Regions from separate parts of the Rattus norvegicus genome. Here region 1 is linked to region 2. Evidence: chromatin contacts called from public Hi-C data. All regions are on one chromosome and are shown on one strand. Each heading gives the region's core, a stretch centred on a gene start, on an enhancer-like site or on the middle of the called end of the contact. The rest is flanking DNA. Distances are from core to core; before and after follow the strand shown. Region 1 overlaps Man2a1 (mannosidase, alpha, class 2A, member 1). Region 2 holds the start of Man2a1 (mannosidase, alpha, class 2A, member 1).

Region 1 (7,036 bases), core at 1,225-3,724, 120 kb after region 2:
TGGTTTCATTATGTTGCCCAGGCTGACTTCCAACTCTTGATCTACCTGCCTCAGCCTCCAACCATAAATATGGGATATTATGTCTGGAAAAATAGTAATTAAATTAAATATCTGTAATCCAAATGAAAATAATAAGGAGATATTATAAAGGACAAAGTAAAAGTATTGCAACATCAGGGAAGGAGATAGCTGATTACGTCAGAAGAGAGTAGGTACCCAGAAACCTCCTTCCTGCCTCCCTCCCCTCTACCCACCTTCTAGATGCATGGTAGCTTTGCAAAAGGGCTTTGTAAATGGTACATATTTTATTAGCTTTAGTACGTTTTTCTATGGGTGAGGAGAACCACACGGTTCTGAGAGTCTCTTACTGCTCAAGAGTCCTGCATTGAAAGCAGTGCTTCACGCTCCGTTGAGCGGAAATAAGCAATGCTTACTTAGATGCTTTGAGTTTAGTCTGACATCACATAAAGTGTGGGCTTTATTCCCTAATTTTCTGGATGCTAAATAATGAAATCTAAACCAATGATTTCCAAGTTCTTAAGTTTGCTCTCTGTTCAGCCACCTCTTCCTGCCAAAGGGCAGAGTGGTTCTAAGTTCAGTAAGCCTCACTGCGTAAACTGTACGTGAGTCTCGAATCCAATCTGCTCAGCCCCGACATGTACCCACCCATCTTGGCAACAGGAGGACCGGGTCACAGGTGCTGGCTTGGGAGATATCACAACTAAGAATGATCTCATTTCCAATAAATAACTACACGGGTAGTAGAAGAGTATAGGTTATAATGTTTGTAAATGAGGAGAACGTTTGTAGATTATCTAAGGCCAATCAAATTGTAAGCGTTTGCAAATAAAGGCTTTATGTAAGAATAACATCTTACCATATGTCTATTGTTTATATCCTGTGTATTCTGATAAATTATAAGTTTCCATGTCCAGTTATGAGTTTTGAGCTGTACGAATGTGTCATTTCACACAATATTCCTAAACTCAGGAAAGTTTAGAAACCAAAGTGTTTTTGCTAAAAATGTCCTTTCCTCTTCAGCCCTATGTTTCCCTGAGAACACCCTTTGTCAGAGTGACACGTGGAAGGATCTACTCAGACGTGACCTGCTTCCTTGAACACGTTACTCACAAGGTCCGGCTGTACCACATACAGGGTAAGAAAACGGTGCGGCCGTCAAACACGCACACTTGCGGGTGGAGTCCTACTTTTCTTCTGCCTTTCTTACCGAACTGAGTTGTCTAGAGACAATGGAATCTTTGGAATTGACTCTGTACCCCCGAGCCTGACTTCCGGCATCATCTTTGCCTTCGGATGGTGGGAATGGCGAAGCCTTCTCATCTGCTAGGCTGCCATTCATCCTTCCCCATCTCCTCCTTCCTCATGAGAGCTGACTCAGTCATGAGCTTCCCAGTCAGAAACCTTATGTTGGAGACCTGAAAGCCGTCCGGTATTTAGGTGTGGTTTTACACAGGAGAACATGAGCGTTGTTACTAACCAGACCAGTGACTTACTGGCTTCAACCGTCTTAGAAGAGTCTTCATTGGTTCGTTACTTGCAGTTGTCCTGCTGTTCCTAGGCTGAAGGGAACCGGGAAGGAGAACATTGCACCCCTGCCTCTTCAGATGGGTAGGAACGCCACCAGCTGACCCCGACTGTTGTAAAGCATGGCTTATTTCTAGGTCATGGGGGAAAGGCATCACTCTCACAGACTTTATTAGCTACCCAATGCTCAGTTTCTTGACTTCACAGTCTGAACTTAGTCTTGCATTCATTTAATTATGTCATTTCATATTTTACTAGTTTTGCTTTTTTTCTCGGCTACTAGTCATGCTCAGTTTCTTTTTTCCTCCTCGGAGCTCTTGGGAGCTCTTCCAATCCATCCATGCAAGCCCTCTAGAGTCGGGAAAACTAACACGAGGCAGGACCTTGGTGTCCAACTGTGACTTCTGTGCTACAGAATTACCATTCACCACAGGAAAGCCTGTGACTATAAAATAGCCCTTGTCTGAGTTTCCCAAAACCTTCAGTAGGTCCGGAAGGGTGGGGGATCACATTGGCCATTTTCAATGATTCACTCCCGGAAGCTCTAACGTCACATTTTCAGCCACTTCATATTAATGGGTGAGAAAAAGCACCATGCATGAAAGTACACATGCGACTTTTGTTTTCCTTATAACATAGACACTTGCATACTCGCAACTATAACCCAGGTTACTTGAGAGGCTGAGTCAGGGGGATTGCAACTTTAAACAAAGGCCTACGTAAATTAGTGAGGCCTTGTCTCAAAGCAAGGAAAGCCTAGGGCTGGAGTGAGCAGTGGAATGGTGACCCAGCACGTGTCAGATCCTAGTAGCGCGGATCTTCTCTCCTGCTGCTGGTGGCTGGGACTTTGCCTGCTGTCATAGACCAGCCGCTGACTCGGAACGTAATCCGCTCTGACGTGCCTGCCTCCTTCTGCCAAGGAACTGTGCTGTCACAACTAAGTGGCTGTCATCTTTCCTGCACCTTTGCTCTTTCCTACTCCTGGCAGCAGCCCTGTCCAGACTGACCGGCGTCTTGGCAGCAGGAGCTGGGCCTCTGCGTTCACCTGGCAACTGCCAGCTCCCTGTCAGCGTCCATTTCCATTGCTGGCCTGAGTTCTCCTCTGTTCTCTGCTGGGTTCTGTCCTTTTTAGTTCCTAGTATCTCCTCCTGGACTGTGCTCTCTCTCTCTCTCTCTCTCTCTTTCTTTCTCTCTCTCTCCCCCCTCCTGGATTGTGCCCCACCCCTCTCCTCCTGAATTGTGCTCCCTCTCCTCCTGAATTGTGTGCGTGCGCTCTCTCCCTCCCTCTCTCTCTCTCTCTCTCTCTCTCTCTCTCTCTCTCTCTCTCTCTCTTTCCTCCTGGATTGTGCGCGCGCTCTCTCTCTCTCTCTCTCTCTCTCTCTCTCTCTCTCTCTCTCCTCCTGGACTGTGCTCCCTCTCCTCCTGGACTGTGCTCCCTCTCCTCCAGGACTGTGCTCCCTCTCCTCCTGGACTGTGCTCCCTCTCTTCCTGGACTGTGCTCCCTCTCCTCCTGGACTGTGCTCCCTCTCCTCCTGGACTGTGCTCCCTCTCCTCCTGGACTGTGCTTCCTCTCCTCCTGGACTGTGCTCCCTCTCCTCCTGGACTGTGCTCCCTCTCCTCCTGGACTGTGCTTCCTCTCCTCCTGGACTGTGCTCCCTCTCCTCCTGGACTGTGCTCCCTCTCCTCCTGGACTGTGCTCCCTCTCCTCCTGGACTGTGCTCCCTCTCCTCCTGGACTGTGCTCCCTCTCCTCCTGGACTGTGCTCCCTCTCCTCCTGGACTGTGCTCCCTCTCCTCCTGGACTGTGCTCCCTCTCCTCCTGGATTGTGCTCCTTCTCCTCCTTGTTCCGGTTCAGGTGCCCAGCTTTTGGCAGTGCTGCAGTGGGCAGGTTCCTCTCACTGCCAAACTGAACAGCCTTGCACGTCAGCATCCGCTGGGGTCTGGTTCTTGACCTAGGCTCACCTTTACTCAGCATTCATAATTTATTCACTTAGTTGCTACATAAGTATTTCTAAATCTAGGAGTATAATTTCTTGCCAGTTCTTGAAATCTCTGGAAGTCTGGCCTCTAGGGAATGGAGGTACTCTTAAAATAAACTGGTTTTTTGAATAGGGCACAAACAATATTGACATAGGTTTTTGTTTTTGCTTTTGTTTTAATGCAAACTCAGTGTTGCCTCTGGATTTCTCCATGGGTAGAATAAACTTGTGATGACACATTTTTGTGCCACTATTAGATTTTTGTTGCTCAAAAGCAGGAGGGTTTGGAAATGTGTTCAGAAGGACAGGTGAGGTAAATGTGAAGTTAGCTGAGAGCGCTTTTCTGAGTGAGCTTCGTTTTAACCCTGAAGTCAGCAAACAGAGACGTGAAGTGACAGATAAACCTTGCTTCATCTTGCCCTGAGCATTTGTGGGGTTTTGTTTTGCTGTTTTGTTTGCTTGCTCTCTTTTTATTCTACAATGGAAGTGGTTGGGTGGGAGATGAGACACCTGAATCGTCTAAAAGGCTTTTTCCTAAACCATATCACCTCCCACATCTGAGGTTGACCTCCTCTCAGTGAGTTTGCCTCTCAGAAGCGATTAGCCACACGCAGGAGACACTGAGCCTTTCTTTTCCCCTTGGTCTCTGTGACCCACTCCTGTCTGAGTTGCTGTTCCATTGTCTTCAAGGACTCTTCATGTAGGTTTTGGTTCACTGAGGTTTTCATGAAGTCACTTAAAGCTTGAAGTAGGAATGTGCAGTCTTCAAGTGGATGATATTTGGGGTTTAAAATATGATGAAGTTTCTAGGTGTTTAAAAAACACCCAGGAATCCTTGAATATGCTACAGTGTGGCTTCCTGAGTTAACAGGTATTTAGATGACTAAATGCTCAGTCAACAGGTCAGTTTCTTATGTAGGAAGAGAACTACAGGCAGTGTGTCTGTTTCTATGGACTGAGTCTTAGCTAATATTTTAAAGTACCAAGAGACACCTCAGGTTTAACCTCCCGAGCTGTTTCTGTATCAAGGCTAATTCCCTGCCCTCTCCAACGTGCCCAGCGTACTGGACAAGTATTAACGAATGAAGCCTGTTTGTTATTAGCACCAAGATTCTTTTCAATTTAAATTTTTATCAATGTTTTCTTTTTTAATATTTACTTTAAGTTTTGTGAACACACACGTACACATGGGTGGTGGTGTTTGCAGGGTCCAGAAGAGGGCGATGGATCCCTGGACCTCAGTGTTACAGGCTGAGACCAGTGCTTGGGTCCTTGCAAGAGCAGTGTATTCTCTTAGCCACTGAGCAGGGTCTCTAGCCCCTTTATTAAGATTTTTAAGTTAGCATACAATGTAATGGTTTTCCTTACAGCATTTCGAACAAGTACCAAATTAATGAGATGGGAAGTAATGGGGTTACTAATACTGTTTTCTCATGTGCACGCCATTGTATCGGGTTGATATCTGTTAGTTTTACAACATATTTTATTATCGTTTAGCAACACTGACTAATAGAAAGTTCATCTTACAAATTGTCTCTTAACTGATAGTCTGGGTTCAGTATTCAGTTTAATGAACTAGTCTTTCCCAACTATGCAGAGCTGACCAGAGAACCTCTCAGTCCCCCGTGTGGGTCCCACCGGCTTTTTCCATAACGTAACTTCTGTCGAGAGCATAAATCAGACACTTTCGGCTTTCACCGACCAGTTGGGGGTTACTGATTGTGAGAACGACGGAGTGGAGAGGCCTTGGTACAGCCCCCAGCCGGATTGAACTATGGTCTATTTACGTTCGCCGTAGATTTGGAAAATAGCTAGTTCAGTTGAAGGCTCACTGTTCCTTAAAGTCACTTAGTTATTCACATACACCACGTTTAAGGGCTGGAGAAGTGGCTCACCAGGTAAGAGCAGTGGCTGTTCTCGCAGAGGACCCAAGTTCAAAGACCAGCACTCACGCGGGTGGCTCAGAACATCCCTAACTCCAGATGGAGGGAATCTCTTCTCACCTCCTCAGGCACTTCGTGCCTGTGGCAGGCAGGCAGGCAGGCAGGCAGGCAGGCAGGCAGACAGGCAGACGGAAAACACACACACACATACACACACACACACACACACACACACACACACACACACACACACACACACAAGAACTAAATTTTAAGAAAACCAAATAGGTTTGTCTTTTCAGTATCTCTCTCACGTCACATTCAGAAGGGTTCTGGAAGAAATCTCAAAGGAAATCCTATGCTCACGAACTTTGAAAAATCAAGACCAGCACAGCTCCAGCCCTGTCTGATGAAATTCTTTGATTTCGGGGTGGGGAGTGACTAAGAAATCCATTTATAACCCGCACAACTTAATCTGATACCCCTTGGAACCATTCGGCGTCATCTTCTAGAAGATTCATTTGTGGGAAAATGACATTTTCTCTGGACACGGATGGGGAGTAAGAATTGATTTGCCTATGCATTAGGCTGACGCTTGAAGCTTCCTCGTGTTCCCCTTCTGATGGAGATAGTATATGACCCGAGCATGTGAGGTGTTTGAGACTGAACAGCTACAGGACCAGCATAGCGATCGGCCAGCGGTGTGGCCAACTAAAACTCCACCTCTTTCTAGTTGTATTTATTCCGCTTCTTTAACGCCCCAGTTCTCTGACATCAACTGCACTTTGATAAATTAGGTTGCTATGGGTTACCAGCACATCACGTATATTTTCGCTGGCAACAGGTTTAGGTCGTAAATCCATTAAATGTCCTCCGTCCAGCTCCCTGCTGCCTGGAGGCTGCGTTTTCCTGGACAGGTGGTTGTGAATGAGTGAGAATGTGTGTGGGAGCCATGTTTCAGCCTTAGGAGAAATATCTGAAGTGCAGTATTTTTTTTCTCTTTTCAACAACATATCGTGACAGTACTACATACGTGTAATGGGTCTTGCTAAAGGAAAGCAAGCTGCCCCAGGCAAACATGTAATGGATGCCGTTTAAAGCCCAAGAGGGGAGTCCTTTGACCCAGAAGGCTGGGGATATCCTGGACTGCTGTAACCCGGAAGCAGAGGGCTCAGGCCTCTGGGCAGTTCTGAGGCAGTTTATGTAAAACCCAGTGGCTTCATTAGGATGCTTGCCCTTTAGAGGCTCAGGATGGCCTTCCCCTGGTGAAACGGGTAAGGTATAACAATTGAGGATGAGGAAGCCCAGTCCTGGTGCAAACCCTTCCTGTGACTTCTCAGAAGGCCATACAACCCTTTGGACTTATCCCTTAAGTTCTTGGTAAAATAACTCTCTTAATCTGTAGAAAGCGCACAGGGCTAACTGAGTCATCGGAGTCTTCCTAAACCTCAGGAGCTATGAGATCCCCTGTGCCTGACTGCTCATTCTGAAGTTGTCTGCTAAGGCTGCCTGAGTTGGGGGCCTTCAGCCCTGGGGTCCGCCCCTCGTAACCAAGACCTCAGAGTTTTACTGAAGTTGTTTCCTATTTGTATAAAATGGTTCCCGAGAATTTTGAAATGGCTTACAATC
Region 2 (6,408 bases), core at 3,346-5,845:
TTTCTGGGTCATAGTTCAGTTCTATTTTCAGTAGTGAGGAAACTTTCATACTGTTTTCCATAAACTATACCGATTTCTACAGTGCTATCTGAAACTGTACTGCAAATTGTTTCTGTTCATGTGGCAGTCTGCAATCCTCCAACAGTTTACAAGGTCCCCTTTATACCCTCAATAACATTACTCATTTCCAAAACCATAACAAGTATGAAGTGGTATCTATTGTGATTTTAATATGTAAGTCCCTGATGATTAATGTTGTTGAACGCTCTTTTAAAAATATAACTGTTGGTTATTTATGTCTTCTATGGAAAAATATTTATTTAGGTCCCTTACCTATTTCCTATGAATTGTATGATTTGCTATATATTACATGCTAGGTGGGTGGCTGCTTTCTATAAAAGTCTACACACACCAAGACTGTCGCAACGAGGTAGGGTACCACAAAGAACCTAAATTTATTTTTGCAGAGTCCCAAGGCCAGTGGTCCAAAACCAAAGTGTCAGCAGAGCTGGCATGACTCTCATTGCTTCAAGCCATACCATCAGATGGCCATGGTGTGCATCATGTATGTTACAGTATGTTCCTCTGTTATAAGAACATCAATCACATTAGACTAGGGCTCTAACTTTATGGCTTCCTTTGAAATTTGTTAATGTACAGACCCTACACCAAATAAACAACTTCTCCTCCTCCTGCAAAGTGATGTGCCATTTTGTTTGTGTATTGTGGCTACGGAGCAAGGTCTCTCCCGACAGGGCAACCGAATGATTCCAGGGCTGTGGGCTGACTTGGGTCTGAAGGCTGACAGAAAGTTTATGTCTCTCTACTGTGGCAACTAAAGTCAGAGCTTAGCTAACTGATCTAGAGCTCTACCTGTTGAAAATAAGTGATATCCCATTTAGGTTGCCTAAATATGACTTTCTGAGGACATCTCTGTGGGCCCCGGCAGTTTGCTCCTCTAAAGGCAAATGAGTTTACTCTATTACTTAAGCACTGCTTGGCCTCTGTTATTCAGGACTCCTGTCATCTGCATGTAAACCAGGCAGGCCAACTGAACCACTGCCTATGTCCATGCCTGGCCCCTGGGAGAATCCACAGAGTTCCCCCCCCCCCAAATCTTCAATAACGGTGTATCTTCTGTGTCACCACCTGGAGCACAGCTGGGGCACAGGCTTGCAAGCTGCATGTTATAAATCCAGTACAATATTTGTTTGCCCTTAAACAACTGGATTTCCTTTTCCACTCCATGCCTTGAAGCTCTGGTGTCTCAATCTCATACGCTATCCACCAGTCACCTCGGGCTATGTGAGCTGAATGCTTAAGAGCAGAAATACATTTAGACATAGATTGGTTCCTAGTTTTTGCATATTGGTACATCTGGTTGCAGGTATATCAGTGCATCATATGCATGTATTGCCCAAGGAGGCCAGAAGCAGGCATCAGGTCCCCTGGAGCTGGAGTCAGGGTTCCAAGTTGTTCTATTGGCACTGGGAACACAACCTGAGTCCTTTGCAGGAGCAACAAGTGCTGCTAACCACTGAGCCATCCTTCCATCGGAGCAATACATTTTTGATACATTGTGTTACATTCTTTCATGACCCTATATCTTTAAAGAACGTTTCTATACATTGTTCCCAGATTTTTCCAACATATATTAGACCCAATTGTAGCTATTTTGGTGTGTGAATTATTGCTCCATTCTATTCCACAAGAACACAGTACATTGTGGTCATATTCTCAGGTAGTTGGTTGTGGTGGTTTTTGGGAAAGAAGCAAATTCCATGTCAAGAGATTTGCCCAGATAAGGACAATAACTTCTTGTAGGATGATGTCATTATGCAGGTAAAGGCAGGTACTAGATAGAACGAAGCCTGTCATTGGGCGAGAAGGAAGGATGGGTGGGAGAAAAGTTTTAGAGAGCAGAAGGAGACTGGAGCGAGGGGAGAGAAGCAGCGGAGAGAACATGGAGGCGGATGTTAAGATTCCTCTCTGCACATTTACAGGTTGTTATGAATATTCTTAAGGGATGGATGTGTACAGGGCTTTGTGTGTCTAGGTGGGCAACTATATCTTATCAATTGGATCAGAGGTTATTGTGCTGTGTGTTCTTTCATGTGGTGATTTAATTGAACTCAAGAGAGTGTGTGGTGACTGGAGACATGTGTATTTCTGGCATGGTGGCAGCCTGTCTTGGGAACTAGATGGGTAGAGAGATTGTTGCCAGGCTCAGAGAGAAGCCATCGGCAGTGAGATATGGGATGGAGCAAAGCTGGTGAGAGGCTTTGCTAACTGAGATGAAGCTATCTACCAGATATCTTGGGGCACTACGGTGCTGGATTTAGTGCAGGGGAAAAGACAGCATTTTTTTTTTTTAAATTTTACAGCAACAACTTCTAGTGGATTTTCTTGAACAGATGAGTATTTTAGGAAAAAATATGCATACAACTCCCAAACCTGAAAGATGGCAAGTTTAAAATTTCTTTTCAGTGTATAGATGTTTTACCTCCATGTATGTCTGGGCACAACATGCGTGGCTAGTGTCCAAAGAAACCAGAAGGTACCAGATTCTTATGGAACCGAGGAATGGTTTACTGAACTGCTATGGGCGTACAGAACCCAGGTCCTTTATTTAGATTAGCGGTTCTCAACTTTCCTAAACTTCCACCCTTTAATACAGTTCCTCATGTTGTGGTGACCCCTAGTCATATTTTTTTTTGCTGCTACTCCATAACTATAATTTTACTGCTGTTATGAATCATAATGTAAAATATCTGTGTTTCCTGAGAGTCTTAGATGACTCCTGTGAAAGAGTTCGTCAGCCTCTGAAGGCATCGAGACTCACAGGTCAAGAACCACTGCTCTAGACAAATAGCCAGTGTTCTTAACCACTAAGCCATCTCTCCAGTCCAAAATGACAAGGTTATCAAGCAAAGGAAACCCAGCCTGCTTAGCCACAGAATGACAACTTGCTTCTCCTGGTGAGCACTGTACAGGTGTGTGCTGGGGATGTTAGTCCCAGCTTTAGCTAAAGCAGTCCAAATTTTGGAGTTTTTATCATTAACAAATTAATCCATCAACTTTTAGGAGGAAAGGACAAAAACCTTGCCATGTCTGAGAATTCAATAGTAACAAGTCAGTAACTCCAAAACCAAAATAATAACATCCTATCTTCAGTTACATAATTAATTCTCCTTGGTACAGGAGGAGTCTCTTTGATCCTCATACCTTAGGAGGGAAGATGGACCAGGCCTTGCCACCTTGTTTTTTTTTTTTTTGGAGTATTCAAAAACACTCCAATGCCTACCACCCCAGTTGTTACAGTCACTTTGGAAGCTGGCACCTAGTTCCCATGGACTTGTTCCATTGGCATGGCATCAGAAGCAACCACAGGTGATTGTTAATTAACTGTGATGCTTTTCATGACCCAAATTACCATTCTCTTTCCCTTTGGCAAGGAGCTCTAGGCGAAAGTCAACCAATCTGACCTTTAAATCCGTCTCTGTGGGTCTATCTCTTGGGGCTACTCCATGGAGGGCTTAATAAAACTAAATCTTATCTTTAATAGGGAGTTAAATAACTAAGGATTCGCTAGTGTGAAGAAAGCCAGAGAGAATATAGACAGCAACTGTGGAGAGCAAGCCTTATAATTACTTCTTGAAGTGATAAAGGACCCCCAAAAGATGGGCTTCCCATCCAGTCAAGGGCTAACATAGAGATTTTTATGGAGACTACATTGTGGTTATTTGAAGAGCAGAGATGTCACCGTGATGCTGCCCCGAACTTGCTATACACTGCTAATAGGGTGCCAGGAAAGTGTCCATGCCCAACACCATGACAGAACTGTTGGCCACCAAGGAGCTCAGGACTTGAAAAAGTCAGGTATGCTAAGAGAAATTGCTTATCAGATGTACTAGAACCAGGAAGCAAGTTCCTTTATTTCCTGTAACGTCTCTTCAGCACCCTCTACTGACACAGTGTCCCAGAAGGGCGAAGAGAAACCTCCTTAAAAGGCCCAGCTTCATTTTCACAGTGCAGTGGAAAAAGGGTGATTTTGGAGCTGAGAGACCATAATTCAATAGTGGACTGAAGCATTTCTCAGATCCCCCTCTTCGAGGTTTTTGTCGCCAGATGTCTACATCTGCCTACAAGAGGCTTTGTCGGCCTCCCTTTCTCCCAGATTTCACCAGGATGTCGTACAAAGCAAGAGCAAGAAAAGATGAGTCCAAAAATGCTCCTCAGATTTCTCATCTACCTTTCCTTACAAGCCCTTCACGGACCCTTCCAAGTCACGCTGATCTGGGCGTTCCAGGATAGAAGACGCGACCAGAGGATGGAATCTGGGGAATGAACCACAGCCGCTATGGAACGCAGGCTGCTGGAGCCCTGGAGGCACCTCTCTGCTGGCCTCAATTCCTGCAAAGCCGCCTCCCTTGTCACTGAAGCCTCTTGAGGTCTTCCTACTGTCAGGGCCCAGTGAGGCAGGCGCTGGGCGGGCCTGGCGGGCGGCGCGCTGTGATTGGGCGCCAGGGGGCCCGCCCCCTCATCCCGGCGCGTCGGGAGGGGGCGGGGCCAGCCGGCTGCCCAGCTCCAGGGCTGCGGGCGCCTATTGACCCATCGGCCGCCGCGCCGCCGCCGCCGTCTCCTCCGGCTCGTGGCGGGCGGTACTGGAGCGCCGAGTAGCGCTGGGGAACCGGCTCTTCCTCTCGCGGCTGCCGCCGCCATCTCCGCGTTCTCGGGGCGGGAAGGAGGGGGTGCTCCACGGCTGCAGCTGGAGCGGGCTCCTCTCGGGAGACGGTCCTCTCCTCCTCGCTCTGCTCGCCTCCTCCCGGCGCCGCCCGCCCCCTGCGCCCTCCGCGTGCAGCCCGGGCCCGCGAGGGGGAAGGTAGGGGCGGCGGGGGCCGGGAGAGGCCGGGGATCGGACGCACGCCCTGAGGAAAGTCTCGGATCTCAGCGCCCCAGCGCGCAGGGTGCACCCTAGCCGGCCCCCGCAGTAGCCTCGGCAGGAAGGGGCTCCGGCGGGGACGCGGGGGCGGCGTTACGGGGGTGGGCCTGGGTGTCCCAGCGCTAAGTTGTGGGGCACGGCGCCTCCAGGTCCAGTTCCTTCTGCGCGCTCCTCGCTCCCAGCGCCGCACGCTCGGCCCCGGAGCCGCGGAACCCGCGCGTTCTCTGGGCGCGGAGGACACGCCTGCCCTTGTCGAGAAAACTTTTCCTGCCGACTCAGTCGTGGCGGCTGTGGCAGGAAGTCGGGCAGAGACCTCTCCTCTGACTGCTCCGCCCGCCCTACGGGGTGTCGCTACCCTGCAGGAGAGCAAGTTTGTGGGGACCCTTGCCTTGCTCCCCAGGAGTCCGCCTTGCAGGGACGGCCAGCTCCGGGGAGGGCAGCGGGCCAGGGCGTAGGCCGAGGGCGCGTGGTGGCTCCGGAGACGAGGTGCGGAGCGCAGCCCGGACCCGCGCCGTAGCGCGCGAAGGGTGTGCAGCCCGGAGCAGGGAGCCCTCGGCGGTCGCCGGCTGGAGTCCTCAGTCTTCCTCCTCCTCCTCCGGGTGAGGACCGCGTCCTGGGCCCGAGTCCATCGAGGAAAATGAAGTTAAGCCGCCAGTTCACCGTGTTCGGCAGCGCGATCTTCTGCGTCGTAATCTTCTCACTCTACCTGATGCTGGACAGGGGTCACTTGGACTACCCTCGGGGCCCGCGCCAGGAGGGCTCCTTCCCGCAGGTAAGCACCTGGTGGCGGGCGCAGCCTGGATGACCAGCCCGGGGGCTCGCACTTCTTCCCGCCGACGCTCAGCGCCGGGGCAGGGTGAGGCCGCACCGACGACCGGTAGAGCTTCATCCGGCCGAGGCTCTGGCGCGCTCGGACCGCTGAGTTCGCAAAGTCCTGGGCGTCGTGCGGTGGCAGCCTCGGCGCTGGGCAGAAGTGGCCATGTTCCCACATTCGCACCCGGGCCTGTGGAAGTGGCCTCGGCCACCTGCTGGTGGGGAACCCGCGCGAGTGCCGCCCATAAGCTAGCTCAGGGTTAAGCTGCCAGAGGCTGCCCAGATCCCTGAGCGCACGGAGTCTCGGGAAATTGATTAAATACAGCCCACCTAGGCAGATTTCTGTTTCTGACCCCTTCCCCTTTCACTGTGTCTTAAGAGATAAAAAGTTTATTTCCTGTCGCAGCCCTTTGAGATATGGATAGTAGGGTTGATTTTAGTGTCGTCATCCTTCAGCTGTTACCTCGGGTTGGTTTGGAGCAGAATGGGGAAGTGCCTGTTATACTCCTACTGGAAGCTGTGCGGCGCTCAGTTCTCTGCGGGGTGGTCAAACTGGCAAAGGAGTTGAACAAACCCATCCGAAGCCTTTCAGGAAAACTTACTAAAAAACAAAGAAATGGGTGCACTCGGTTCTGTATGGAAGGTGGCCACAT

What was found. A called contact is a pair of places that touch in the nucleus more often than the background predicts.
Region 1: a Hi-C map of liver shows a contact between it and region 2, with 4 times the contacts expected there. The contact joins the enhancer-like site here to the promoter of Man2a1 in region 2. A contact is called at or near these places in 2 of 12 Hi-C or Micro-C datasets (liver and psoas muscle).

Annotation. Positions count from the first base shown.
Region 1 is chr9:111,814,592-111,821,627 of GRCr8, forward strand. Man2a1 (mannosidase, alpha, class 2A, member 1) reads left to right here. Exons shown (of 22, transcript NM_012979.2): 16 at 1,042-1,156. Among named protein-coding and RNA genes, the nearest start is that of Man2a1, 120 kb to the left of the region's middle. Within about 2 kb of position 2,475, at least 4 of the 93 cell types and tissues checked have an H3K27ac peak or open chromatin away from gene starts, as enhancers often do. A contact at or near this core is called in liver, where this site is marked.
Region 2 is chr9:111,694,318-111,700,725 of GRCr8, forward strand. It overlaps Man2a1 (mannosidase, alpha, class 2A, member 1), which reads left to right and starts at 4,596. Exons shown (of 22, transcript NM_012979.2): 1 at 4,596-5,714. The coding sequence starts at 5,580.